Regions from separate parts of the Sus scrofa genome. Here regions 1 and 3 are each linked to region 2. A link is a contact called in public HiChIP or PLAC-seq data. All regions are on one chromosome and are shown on one strand. Each heading gives the region's core, a stretch centred on a gene start, on an enhancer-like site or on the middle of the called end of the contact. The rest is flanking DNA. Distances are from core to core; before and after follow the strand shown.

What was found. HiChIP or PLAC-seq counts read pairs in DNA pulled down with a chosen protein or histone mark.
Region 1: a contact with region 2 is called in an H3K27ac HiChIP or PLAC-seq map of alveolar macrophages. The contact joins the promoter of KISS1R here to the promoter of ARHGAP45 in region 2. A contact is called at or near these places in 1 of 47 Hi-C or Micro-C datasets (fetal skeletal muscle) and 1 of 2 datasets of contacts at active chromatin or transcription factors (alveolar macrophages).
Region 3: a contact with region 2 is called in an H3K27ac HiChIP or PLAC-seq map of alveolar macrophages. The contact joins the promoter of STK11 here to the promoter of ARHGAP45 in region 2. A contact is called at or near these places in 6 of 47 Hi-C or Micro-C datasets (embryonic fibroblasts, fetal heart ventricle, heart right ventricle and 2 more) and 1 of 2 datasets of contacts at active chromatin or transcription factors (alveolar macrophages).

The regions. Positions count from the first base shown.
Region 1 is chr2:77,477,889-77,481,888 of Sscrofa11.1, forward strand. It overlaps KISS1R (KISS1 receptor), which reads right to left and starts at 1,316. Exons shown (of 6, transcript NM_001044624.2): 1 at 1,286-1,316. R3HDM4 (R3H domain-containing protein 4) reads left to right here and starts at 1,371. Exons shown (of 8, transcript XM_003122984.3): 1 at 1,371-1,528. The coding sequence starts at 1,446.
Region 2 is chr2:77,353,631-77,357,455 of Sscrofa11.1, forward strand. ARHGAP45 (minor histocompatibility protein HA-1) reads right to left here and starts at 2,264. Exons shown (of 23, transcript XM_003353961.4): 1 at 1,883-2,264; 2 at 664-994. The coding sequence starts at 1,972. It overlaps ABCA7 (ATP-binding cassette sub-family A member 7), which reads right to left. Exons shown (of 47, transcript XM_013994807.2): 47 at 3,531-3,825. The coding sequence ends at 3,692.
Region 3 is chr2:77,247,585-77,251,900 of Sscrofa11.1, forward strand. STK11 (serine/threonine-protein kinase STK11) reads right to left here and starts at 1,738. Exons shown (of 10, transcript XM_021084263.1): 1 at 362-1,738. The coding sequence starts at 651.

The sequences.
Region 1 (4,000 bases), core at 66-2,565, 120 kb after region 2:
CCTCTGTATTTGTTAAAGCAATCAGGTTGTTTGTCCTGTACAATTTCCACCAGGCTAGATCTAGCGGGTTGTATCCCAGTGTTGTCCCTTAACATGGTCCTGGTTCCTTACTTTCCTTGTGGAAGGAAGGGTGGATTCTAGATTCTCCAACAGGTTTAATTCTCTGTTCTAAACCCTCCCCTGGCTCCCCATTGCCCTTTCATCAAAAACCAAATCTGTCATCAAAGGGCTACCAGTCTCACTGATCTGCCCTCCCCGGAAACCCCCAGTCTCTACCATCCCCCTGCTCTGGCCATTGTGGATGCCCCAGGACCTCTGCACTGACAGTTCTCTCTACCTGGCACACCCTTCCTACTTTTGCAACCTGCCAGGCCTCTTTCCAAAAGTCTCCTCTTCCGTAGCCTACTGCGGAGGGTGGGGGTCTGTTTGATCACTGCTGGAAGGGGAGAGCCCTGCCTCCCTCCCCAAAGAAGGTGGGCATTTGCTAAATGAAAAAACTAGGAGTTCCCGTCGTGGCGCAGTGGTTAAGGAATCCGACTAGGAACCATGAGGTTTCGGGTTCGGTCCCTGCCCTTGCTCAGTGGGTTAACGATCCGGCGTTGCCGTGAGCCGTGAGCTGTGGCGTAGGTTGCAGACGCGGCTCGGATCCCGCGTTGCTATGGCTCTGGCGTAGGCCGGTGGCTACAGCTCCGATTCAACCCCTAGCCTGGGAACCTCCATATGCCGCGGGAGCGGCCCAAGAAATAGCAACAACAACAACAACAACAACAAAAAAAAACTAAACTAAAAGGCAAAAGGGGGTGGGGCTCGCTTTCTTCTATATTTACAGATGAGTAAACGGCTCTCAGCCAGGCTCCAGGGTGCACTCTTAGGGAGGACTGAGAGGGGCTGGTGGAAGGAAAGCCCTGTTTGTGCTGGGTGGGGGTAGTAGCATGGGTCATTTCATCTGCCTCGGAAAAAGACATCCCCTTCCCTCCTCTTTACCCGGGCCTGACTTTCCCTATCTGTCCTCCCAGGGCTGGGTGCCCCGCTCACATCCCCGCCTGGGCGCAGGGACAGCCGCGGCCTTCTATCTCAGTGTCCCCGACCGTTCCCGGGTCTGCGTGTCTTCCCTTCACCCCCGCAGCCCGGGTTTGGCGGGGATGTGGTACTGGTCCCCGTCCCCCGGGGTTGGGTGTCCTTCCCCCGCTCCTCCCATCCCCAGCAGCTCGGGTCCGGCCGGGACATGGCTACGGTCCCTGAGCCCCGTCTTAGGGTCCTCGTCGGTGCCCGGCGCTGGACGTACTCTGCCCGCAGCCCCGGTCTGGCAGGGACCTGGCCACCCTCCCCGCCCGGCGCGTCCAGCCTCCAGGCTCCGCCCCGGCCCGCCCCCGGGTGCCCGTCACTTCCTGCCCGGCCCCGTGAAGGCCCTGTCGGGCGGCGGCAGGCACCGGGGTGTCCGAGCTATGGTAGCGTTGGAGAACCCGGAGGGCGGCCCGGAGGTGGCGGCGGCGGCGGCGGGGGTCTCCCCCGGCGGGCGGCGGACGCTGTGAGTGCGGCGGGCAGGCGGGCGGGGCGCGCTCCCAGGCTCCGGGGCCCCCTCTCTTGTCCCCCTCCCCGGCGGCAGCCCCGGGCCCGCCCCGCCCCTTCTCCTTGGGGCTCCCCCACGCAGAGGGGAGCGGCGCGGGGGGGGCTTTATTGTTAGTGCCGTTTACCGAGGGAGCCCCATCCCCGTCACGCCGGGCATTTGCCGGGACGCAGGGAGACACATCCATGTCTCCCTTAAAGACCCCCGGGTGCTGCAGCCTCCGGGCTTCGAGGGTCCCGGGCGCTGGGTTGCGAGCTCGGGTGAGGTGGTGCCGTTGCGCGCGGTGTACCCGGAAACCGTGCTGGTGTTGTTCTGGGTATTTAGCCACTTGCCGCTGTTGCTGTCTCCAAGCCAGGTGTTTATTCACCTCCCAGCCAGTCCTGTGTACCCCTCGGGATTGTCAGCCCCCCATCTCCTGGTGGACAGGCCCTTTGTTTTTCTCCAGATAGATATCCCAGTTAAAGAGGGACTTAACAGCCCCGTCGCGTCTGTCGCGGGAGGCAGACAGGAAGGTGGGTCGTCCCCGTATGGTTATGTCCCCCGTCGTCACTGATTTCTTTCTAACCTGGGTATTTATGTGGATACCTGGGTGGGCCACCCTGACTGCTTGGGTTCCAGTTCAGCCTCCTCCAGTGTGCCTGTCCAAGTGGCCTGGGTGGGTTATTACCCCTTCCATCCCTCAGTTTCCCCATCTGCAAAATGAAATAATAGTGCTCCTGCCAGAGTGGCTGGGGTCAGTGACCGTGCACTTGGAGGTGCCCAGCAAAGGGGAGCATCCATTCCTTAATAATTATCTTAAATATCTTACTGTTTGGGATCTTTTATTACTATTTAAGAAGACTGTCATTTTACTATTTTATTATTGCTTTATTATTACACTTGTTATTACTTTTTTGTTATTATCTCCACCTGGATTTTTAGGCAGAGGCCCTACCGGGCTCCACAGATGTGGGTATTTACCCCTTTTGAGGCGGCTTAACCACCCAAAGTGGGTATTTACCTACCAAGTGGGTCCCTCTGACCTGCCCCCAGGTCTCCTCACTTCCATGTCCTGGGAGGGGAGGTGGCCTCTGCCCCCTGAGTCGGCCCCACCCCAGCCTGAGTCACCTCCGCTCTGAGCCCTCCTTGATTTCCTGTACCAGGAAATTGGTTCCTCTCTGGCCTGTTCCTGGGGGAGGGGCCGGTGGCAGAGCAGGTGTATTTTTGCCCAGAGGAGTGGGTGTCAAACCCGTGGGGAGCATCCCTGAGAGGATGAAAGAACCTGTTCTCCTCAAACCTGTCCTCACAGCTGTCCCACAGGTGGGCCTGTTCCCCCCCCCACCCCCGTGGATGTTGGCCACTGCCACCCTGTAGACACATCCCAAGGCCTGCTGGGTCCAGGAAGCTTCAGGGCCCTGTCTGGGTCCTCAGTTTCCCATCTGTAAAGTGGTCTCTTAGGGGGGCTGGGTAGGGGAAGCCAATGAACTGGCCCTTGGGTGAGTATGGTAAACAAGTTCTGATATTCATTCAACAAACAGCTGTTGAGCACCTTCTATGGGCCAGGTGCTGGGGATACAGCAGGGCCCAAGAGGACCCTGTCCTTATCATTCTGGGCTAGTGAAGGAGATGAGAAGCAGGAGTAAACAACTAGGACCAGCTGGTTTCCTGTGCAACTGGTGAAGCTGGAAATGGGCTGATTGGTCCCCTTGGGAGGCAGGGTAGCTTCTCCCAGGAGGTGTTGAGCCCAAGAAAGGGTGCTTTAGGCAGGAGGCTGAGCACATGCAAAGGCCCTGAGGCAGGCTGTCCCTGACCTGTTTGAGATGAAGTGAAAAGGGCCTGTGCCTGGAGCAGGAGTGAGAGGGAGAGAGATGGGCCAGCATTGCTGTTCTGATATGGGTGTATTTTATAAAAGGTTAGGCTGGTATCCACCCTGCTTCCCCAGCGTTCATTACAAATCTGACTGGTTGGTTTTTTGTCTGCTGCACCCTGCCCTCTCCCTTTTTGAGGTGGGGGGCTCCAACCCTGCAGTCAGCCCCAAGGCTCCTGCTGGGGTCTGGTTAGAGCCAGCAAGCTTGAGCTGGTGGCAGGACTCAAATTTCGGTTCTCAATTCGGCCCGGGAGGTTCATGAGACTGTAGCCTGTGGGACCAGTGGTGGCACTGCAGTGCCATGGGGAGCCATGCATGGTGGAGGAGCAGGGCAGGGAGCAGCTGGGTCCTAGCCAGGTGTGCGGGCCTCTGGGTTTGAGCCCTTCAGACGGCTGTGGCCCCAGGAGGGAAGCAGGAGGCTGGACGGATCAGGGGAGTGTCCCTTTTCAGACCAGTTTCAAATCCTGGTTCTGTCCTGGTCCCCAGGGGACGGGAGCCCCATCTCTTGGAGCCCCATTATTCTGAGGGCCCAGGCTCCCTCCCTGCATTCCACCCTGCTCTGGGGTTCTTCTATAGCTCCCCCCGGA
Region 2 (3,825 bases), core at 1,014-3,513:
CTGGAGGGAGCTGGCCGGAGTGTTTAGCACAGCCCTGGCACTGCGGTTTCCGGGAGGAGGGATCGAGGTGCCCTCCTTGGCTGCCAGGGACAAACAGGAAGCAGATGAAAATAACTCAGCAGGAAGCTGGGCTGTCAGCGGACGCGCGGAGAAAACGGAACTGCCATCCCACAGGCCAATCACTCCTGCAGCTTACGTGCCAGTCCTGCCCCTTGTCCCTCTTGAATCTCTGTCCAGAGATTCAGACCTCAGCCTGCCTCCAGTGCATTTCAGTCCAACATGCAGATCCATCCCTTCTCTATCACCTTCTATGGCTCCCCACCACTGTCAGGACAACATCCAGGGACACTCTGCTTGCCATTCTCAATGCCTTCAGCCTCATAGGCTTCATACACCAGAACTTTGTTCTTCCAAATGCATCTCCATTTGATGTTTCTGAGGACATTCCCTCTGCCTCAATGCCTTTCCTCCCTAATTGCTACCAAACTCCTATACATCCCTTGGAACCCTAGCTGCAGTGGCTTTTTCCATGAAGCCCTCCCTATAACCCCCTTCGGAGCCTCCCCCAGTCCCTCCCTCCACCTGCCTGACCCCACCCGGCTTGGGACATCTGTGTCTGACTTTGCCTTCTACCCAGGCCTCAGTGTGCCTGCAGCTTCTCACCGTCATGCAGAACACACTCCTTCAGCTTCTCAAGGCCCTCGGCAAAGCGGGCCACGTCAGCCAGCAGATGGGAGATGTCCTCCACGGTGTCGGGGCAGGGTCCCTGGTTGGGTACCTCGGCTGGACTGGCCGTGGTCAGTGGGCTGCGGTGGCCACGGCCAAGCGTCCAGGTGCTGGCTCCGGACAATGGGAAGCCAGCCGCACTGGCGTGGCGGCTCAGGCTGGTGGGCCTCTTGAGTGTGCCTGTGGCCTTGGCATTTGAGGCCACACTTGGTGGTTCCAAGCTGGGTCCCAGGGACACTGTATCAGCCCCATCTCTCCTGGTTAGCTCCTGGGAGGGGAAGGGGAGCTGGTACAGCAGGTGTTCCCCCGACCCCAGGCCCTGCCTCAGTTTCCCCAGAGGTGAAGTGGGGCTCTGGAGGGTCTTCAGCCTGACTCCACAGGGGCAAAGGCCACAGGTCAGAGGGCTGAGATTTGGTGTCATGCCCCTCCCACACCTGTTACCCAACATCCTCTTCCCCAGAGCTTTCACAAACAACCGTCTCTGCCCCAAACCACAGCCAGGGGCGGTGCCTGCAGGGGTGCGGGGGAGGGGCACCCCACTTCCTGAGAGGGTAGGGAGGGCTAGGGTCTCCTTAGCTGCCCTCAGGCCAGGTCACTGCAGGCACACAGACTCATTGGTAATGATACCTTGAAGCCTGAACTCTAAAGGTTCAGCAGGCCCCCGAGTCTCACGGACGCCCCCAAAATTTACACCCAGGCCCTGTGCCCATGGGTCTCATCCCACACTCTGCTCCCTATAAACCTTCTGCCCATGGCAGTGCCATGGCTCTCAAATCTAATGGTGCCTGGAGGCCCCCAGTTCTGAGCCCCTACCCTAGAGTCCCAGACCCAATGTGCTCACACCCCTACACCCGCCCGGCACACTCCCGGGACCCCACAACCAGCCCTGGATAGGATGGTGGTGTGGTGGCCTCCCACAGGGCTCCTACCGTGAGCTGAACACTGGGGTCCCGGCCCATCCTGCGTGGCCCCTGCTGTCCAGCCCGATGGGGGCTGTAGCTGGCTCGAGCCCTCTGCTGCTGGCCCAGCATGGCACTGCCTGGCCCTGCCCGGCGGCCTGAGCACAGGGTGACCCCCCCCACCCTGTCCCCCTGCTGTCCAGGGGGCGCTCCAAGGTTCCCTGCCTGCTCCGCGCTCCCAGTGGAGGTTCACTCACCCCCGAGGGCTGTGGGCAGGGGCTTCCCGCCCGGTTCTTTTTTGAGATGGATGGGGTTTTCATGAGCTCTCGCTTCTTCCTGGAGAACATGGTGGGGCCGTGCCCAGCAGCCCCGAAGGGCCCGAGGGCGGCGGGCCGGGGGTCTCAGCGCTGCAGCTCCTGATGTTGGTGGCCTCAGGACCACATTGTCACCGGCCACCCCCTCCCCAGCTGTCAGGCCCACGTGACAGGCCCAGCCCTCATTGGCAGCGCTTCCCCCCACAGGAAAAGGCCTCCGGAGGCGGTGACGCAGACCCGCCCCTAATCCTCTCAGGCCTGGGCCTCAGCCTGCCCCTCCGCACAGTGGGCTTGAAGGTGGGGTCCTGGGCCCCGCCCCTAGCTTCCGCTTTCAGTAGCCCTGCGCGCGCATGTGAGATGAGGTTCCCCTGCCTGGTGCTGGCCCCAGACGAGCCCCAGGCAGGCACACGGCGGCCACTAGAGACGCTGACCTTCACTCGGAAGACCTAAATCACCCAGCAGAGCAGACACGCGTGCACAGTGACACACAGCGACACGGACTTGGTCCTAACACGTGCTCAGAAACCACCAAGCTCCCCAGATGAAACGGATACAGACACACCCGCCCTCCAGTTGCTGTTCCCTCATGGGTGTGCCCACCCTGCGTCCTCTGGAGAGCCCCTGTTGGGCCCAGGGCTGGGCCAGAGTAGGGCAGAGCGGTCACCCCCCTGTGCCCCACCTGCATTGGCCTCAGCCCAGCTCCCCCCAGCCGCATTCTACATCCTGGGCACACGCACTGACCCCTGGCCACCGGACCACTGGCCAGCAGCAGGGCTGATAAAATGCCTCAGGCCACCTCACCGTCTCCTCCCATCCCAGCCATGGCCACTCTCAGAACTGGGGCCAGAGCGGTGGGTACAGTTCCCCACCTCATTCTCCCCTCCCGGCACCCCCCTCCCCTGTGACCATCTCTTCTCTTGAGCCCCCAACTCTGAGCCTTCTCCCCTCTCCTTCCAGAGTCTCATCCACAAATCCCCAAACCCCAGTCCCTCCACCCTTCCCAACACTGGCCCCCACTGACCTCCAGTGGGAGGGGACGATCTCCAGGGCAAAGGGCATGCAGGCCACAGCCCCTCATGCCAAACCTGGCTCTCCAGGCCCAGGTCCATCCACAGACCCAGCCCAGAAGTCCCTTAAGGATCCTCTGACCACCACTCATGGCTCTGAAGGCCAGGATTGGGGGCAACGGCTGGCTGGTGGATGGGCTTCTGGCCTGGCTAGGAGGCCTGAGGTCCAGGCCACCCCTGCCGGGCTCCTCCAGCTGCCCCAGACATTCCTGAGCCCTGACCTCATGCCCACTTCATAACCAGCCACTCACAGGTACCGCCCTCAGGCGCCAGAACCATGTGGCCACTTAGGGGCTTGGGGTCCAGGGTCCAGGCTCTTAAGGGCACACCTGCACTGCACGTGTGACATCCCCAGGCCACCGCAGAGCCCTTCACAGCTAGGAGTTCAGTTGGCTAGGAGCCCCAGGCAGGCACACAGCAGCCACTGCAGAGACACTGACCCTCGCGCATACTTCATACTGCATCTGTGTCCCCACGCCCATGCCTCCACACACTCGGGTGGCAGAAACGTATACAGAGAACCATTTGTGGACAGGCATGCAGCCTGGAGCATGGGCACACGTGCACACTGCTTCACATCAGCTTTTCTTTATTTCCTCCAGGGAGTCTGGGTCCGGTGTCCCACCCCTCTGTCCTGCCTTCTTCACTCCCAGGGCCTCCCACCAGCTCCACAGAGGAGGGAGGCTCAGAGCACGGTCTCAGCCATACTGTGGTTGTCGAAGAACTGGGTGATGAGTTTGGGGCTCTGCGGGCCCGGCACAGGCTCAGTCCCCACTTCTGCCTCCTCCAGGTCCTCCTTCCCTTGATCCTCGGACAAGT
Region 3 (4,316 bases), core at 488-2,987, 110 kb before region 2:
TGCTGAAACCTGCTGGCGGCAGGCAGGACCGCAAGGCTCAAGGCCAAATCAACACCAGCGGGTCTGCCAGGCACACCGGCCCTCTGGACAGCTGGGAGAGCAGGGGGGGGAGAGGGGCGCCCCCTTCCGAGGAGGGCTCAGCATCGGCGGCGTCAGGAAGCCCGGGACACCCAACCGCAACAAGCTAGGCTGACTTCGCCCAATTATCCAAGCCAGTCACCCACAACCTTCCCGGCGGTTCAGCTCAGGTTCTTAAGGAAAGGGAGTATGGAAGGTAGAAACGGAGAAAAGAAGGGAGGGAGGAAGGAAGGATTGAAAGAAGGAAGGAGACCTCACCCCAACCCAGGAAGTCGGCACTTACTTCTTCACATTGGCCTCCCCGTTGGGGATCCTTCGCAACTTCTTCTTCTTGAGGATTTTGACAGCTCTCCTGCACAGCGTTTCTGAGTCCAGCACCTCCTTCACTTTGCCATACGACCCCTCCCCCAGCAGGTCCCCCATCAGGTACTTGCCGATGAGCTTGGCCCGCTTGCGGCGGGGCTGGTAGATGACCTCAGTAGAGTCGATGCGATGGATGAACGTGTCCATCCCCACCGACATCAGCTCGCCCTCTGTAAACATGCCCAGCTGCTGCGGGTCCGCCACATCCATCCTGGACCCTAGGGCTCCGACTCCCGCAGGCGATCTCTAATCCCCTTTGTGTACTTCCTGGTGAGCGGTTCTTCCTTTTGTCCCCCCTCCCCAAGATTCCCTTCTCCAAAAATAAAAGTCACAAAATCGCAAAAAGAAAAAAAAGAAAGAAAGAAAGAAAGAAAAAGAAAACCCTTCTTGGAAAAGAAACGATTGTACTGAACGTGAGTTCAAAAGGCGCGCCTGGTCCAAAGCCCGGACACCCGGGTGTGTGCAGCGTCCCAAGTTTTGCGGCCGCCCGGCCTCACAGTTTTGAGGCGGGCCGGCGCGTCCACGGGGGCCCTCGGGAGGCCGGTGGGGCCGGGAAGTGCTAGGTCATCCTCCAGGGACTTTAGACCCTCGAACGAACACGGACGCGGCCGGGTCGAGTCTTCTCCGCGCCGTCCATTACTAGCGAGCCATGGCGCGCGCCCGGGGCCCCGCGCAGGCCGGCCCCGGGGCCCCCAGAGCCGGGCAGGCGAGCTTCGCTGGGGATCCGGCGCGCTGCTCGGGGGCGGCTCCCGCCGGCCCCGCCGGCCGGGGCGCCCGAGACGCCGGCAGGTGCGTGTCCGGAGCGCACGGGGAACCTCTGTTTGGCCCCGCTGGCTCCCTCCAGCGCCGGGACTGCCCGGGGCCCGCCGGCCGCAGGGAGCGACCCCCGTCGGAGTCGGCCGCCGCCCGGGCGTCCGCACACCGGCCTGGGACCCCGAGCGGCCGCGCGGGCCCGGAGGGCGCCGCGCCCCAAACGGCAGCCCGCGCTCGGTCTGCGCCGGAACTCCGTCGGCCGCGGAACGCGGGGCGCGTGGAGCTCCGGGCGGCTGAGGCGGCGCAGGCCGCAGGCGCCGGGCCGGGGTTCCTGAGGCCGCCGGGGTCCGGGTGGCCCGTCCCCCGCCGCGGCCGCCGCGCGCGTGGAGCAGGCGGGGCGGCGCGGGGGCCCAGCCCATGCAAGGCGGCCGCGCTGCCGGCTGGCGCCCGCCGCCGCTGCCGCCGCGCCCCGCCTCACTCGAGGGCGCCCCGGGCCGCCTCCCCCTTCCGCGCCCTACACGCCGCCGCCATCTTGTTTATCTCCTCCCCCTCCCTGCGCCGCCGTGCCGCCGCACGCCCGTCGCGGACCCGCCCCTCGCGGCGCCGACGTGCACGTCCGTTGGCCGAGCCGCCTGGCCTCGACCCCCGAGGCGCGCCCCGCCGCCGCTCCTATTGGGCCGTTTGGATCCGGGCGGGCGCCCGAGCGGGGATTGGTTCCCGCTGGGCCCCGCCCCAGGGGTGGATACCGTTTGTTCATTGGCCTGAGGAAACGCCCGTCACGGCGAGGGGGCGGAAAGCAGGAGCCGGGAAGCGAAACCCGGGCGTTGACCTGGGAGGGGTTGGGAGCCGAGGTCGGAGGTCTGGAGTTCTAAAGTCTTCCATGGGACCGGGCGAGTGCAGTGCTCCTGGGCGGGGGCCGGGCTCGGGGACTCTGGTGCCCCTGCCTGGGCTCCTCAACCGAAACCCCGTTTGAGGCGAGGTCAAGGGTCAAAAAGTAGCCAAAGTGTACAATTCGAGGCAAAAAGCCTTTATTAAGTATCTCAGGCCAGATGGGTTGAGAAGGGCTCTGGATGATTTCTGCCCCAAAGGAATTCATGGGCTAAAACTCAGAACCCAGCTGGGATGGTGCCAGCAAAGTGCTTTGGGTGAAAAACAGAGTTGGCAAAATATGGCTTGATGAGGTGGAAAATACTTCCAGGCCTGTGTTTTTTAACCTGTTTTGCTTTTTGTTTGTTTGTATCACTACGTTCTTATTTTGCTGGGGCAAACTGCTTGTGAAACCTTGGGACTTGACACCATCAGATTTGGGTTCCAGGCTGGGAGTTCTTGACCCAACACCTGTGCACTCCCTAAGACTATGTGTGAAATGGAGCTCACCAGTATACACGTTCTTGGGGACATCCATGTGTCTCATCGGATTCTCAAATACCCAGAGAAGGGGGATTGCTATGGCTTTGAGGGATAGGAGTCCCAGGTCACACCAGTGTACCAGCCAGCCCTAATCAGAACATGGGAGTTAGCCCCAAATTCCTAAATCATAAACCAGAAACCAATGAAATACAACGGAAAAAGGGTAATGAAAACCAGGAGTTCCCCAGTGGCTAAGCGGGTTAAGGATCCCGTGTTGTCTTTGCTGTGGCCAGGGTTCAGTCCCTGGCCTGGGAACTTTCACGTGCCGCAGATTTGGGGTGGGAGTGGGAAGACTAAGGAAAGTCAGTGAAGCCAAAAGACTGTCTTTGAAAAGATCCAGAAACTTAATTAAACTGTAGCCAAATTGGTCAATAAAAAAAGATGGCCAATATTGAAGTAAGAACTAGAGAAACAACCTCCCCCCCCCCCCGCCCCCGCCGCCCCTGGCTGAAAAGGCAGCTACGTGCCTGTCAGCAGCTTTGCTTGCCACATACCACCTTTCTTGTAATCATGTAGCAACTACTTGCCTTATGTCCTTGCTAGCAGCCCTGCTAATCATGTTCCAAGCATTGCTTGTCAGCTTCTTAGGCAAGAACTCTGTCTGCTCCAGGAAGGTGGAGGGCCGGAGCTGCTTGCATGGGAAAACATTAAGATCTGGAAGTCTGTATTGCATAAAAGTTACTCAGGGAGTTCCCGTCCTGGCACAGGGGAAACGAATCCGACTAGGAACCATGAGGTTTCGGGTTCAATCCCTTGTCTCGCTCAGTGGGTTAAGGATCCGGTGTTGCCATGAGCCATGGTGTAGGTCGCAGACATGGCTCGGATCTGTTGTTGCTGTGGCTCTGGCGTGGGCCAGCGGCTACAGCTCCGATTTGACCCCTAGCCTGGGAACCTCCATATGCCGCGGGTGTGGCCCTAAAAAGACAAAAAAAATGTTACTCAGAACAAAGACCTGGTGCTCAGACTTTGGAGGTGACTCCTCTGAGCCCGCACTGGTGCTGAACAAACCTAGCTATTCCGCATCTCTGAGTGCTGCTTGTCTTTGACTCTTTCTGCTGTCACAGTGGAGGGAATAAGGAAAGTCAGTGAAGCCAAGAGACTGTTGTTTGGAAAGATCCAGAAATGATAAAACTGTAGCAAGATTGATCAAGAAAGGTAGCCAATATCAGGAATGAAAGAACGGATATCACTACAGACCTTACAGATATTGAAAGGTTTAGATATAGGAACAAATCTCACCCATACATTCAGCATGAGATGCACCAAAGTCTGAAAGCTCATTCAAGAAGAAATAGACATTGGGGGGTGGGGGATGTGCCTGGGTTATGGGATGGAAATCCTGTGAAATTGGATTGTTATGATCATTATGTAACTACAGATGTGATAAATTCATTTGAGTAATAAAAAAAATTTAAAAAAAGAAGAAATAGACAATCTGCATTGTCTTATATCTATTAAAGAAATTAAATCTGTAGGGAAAACCTTTCAAAAAAGACAAGGCCCAGATGGTTTCATTCATAAATTTCCACCAACCATTTCAGGAAGAAATAATGTCAGTCTGAAACAATTTTTTCTAGAATGTAGAAAAGGAGGGAACACTGCCCAACTCAAATTCTTTTTGGTATTTCCTATGGATTTTTTTTTTTTTCCACCACTCTCAGGGCATTCAGAAGTTCCCTCGCCAGGGATTGAACCCTGCCACGGCAGTGACA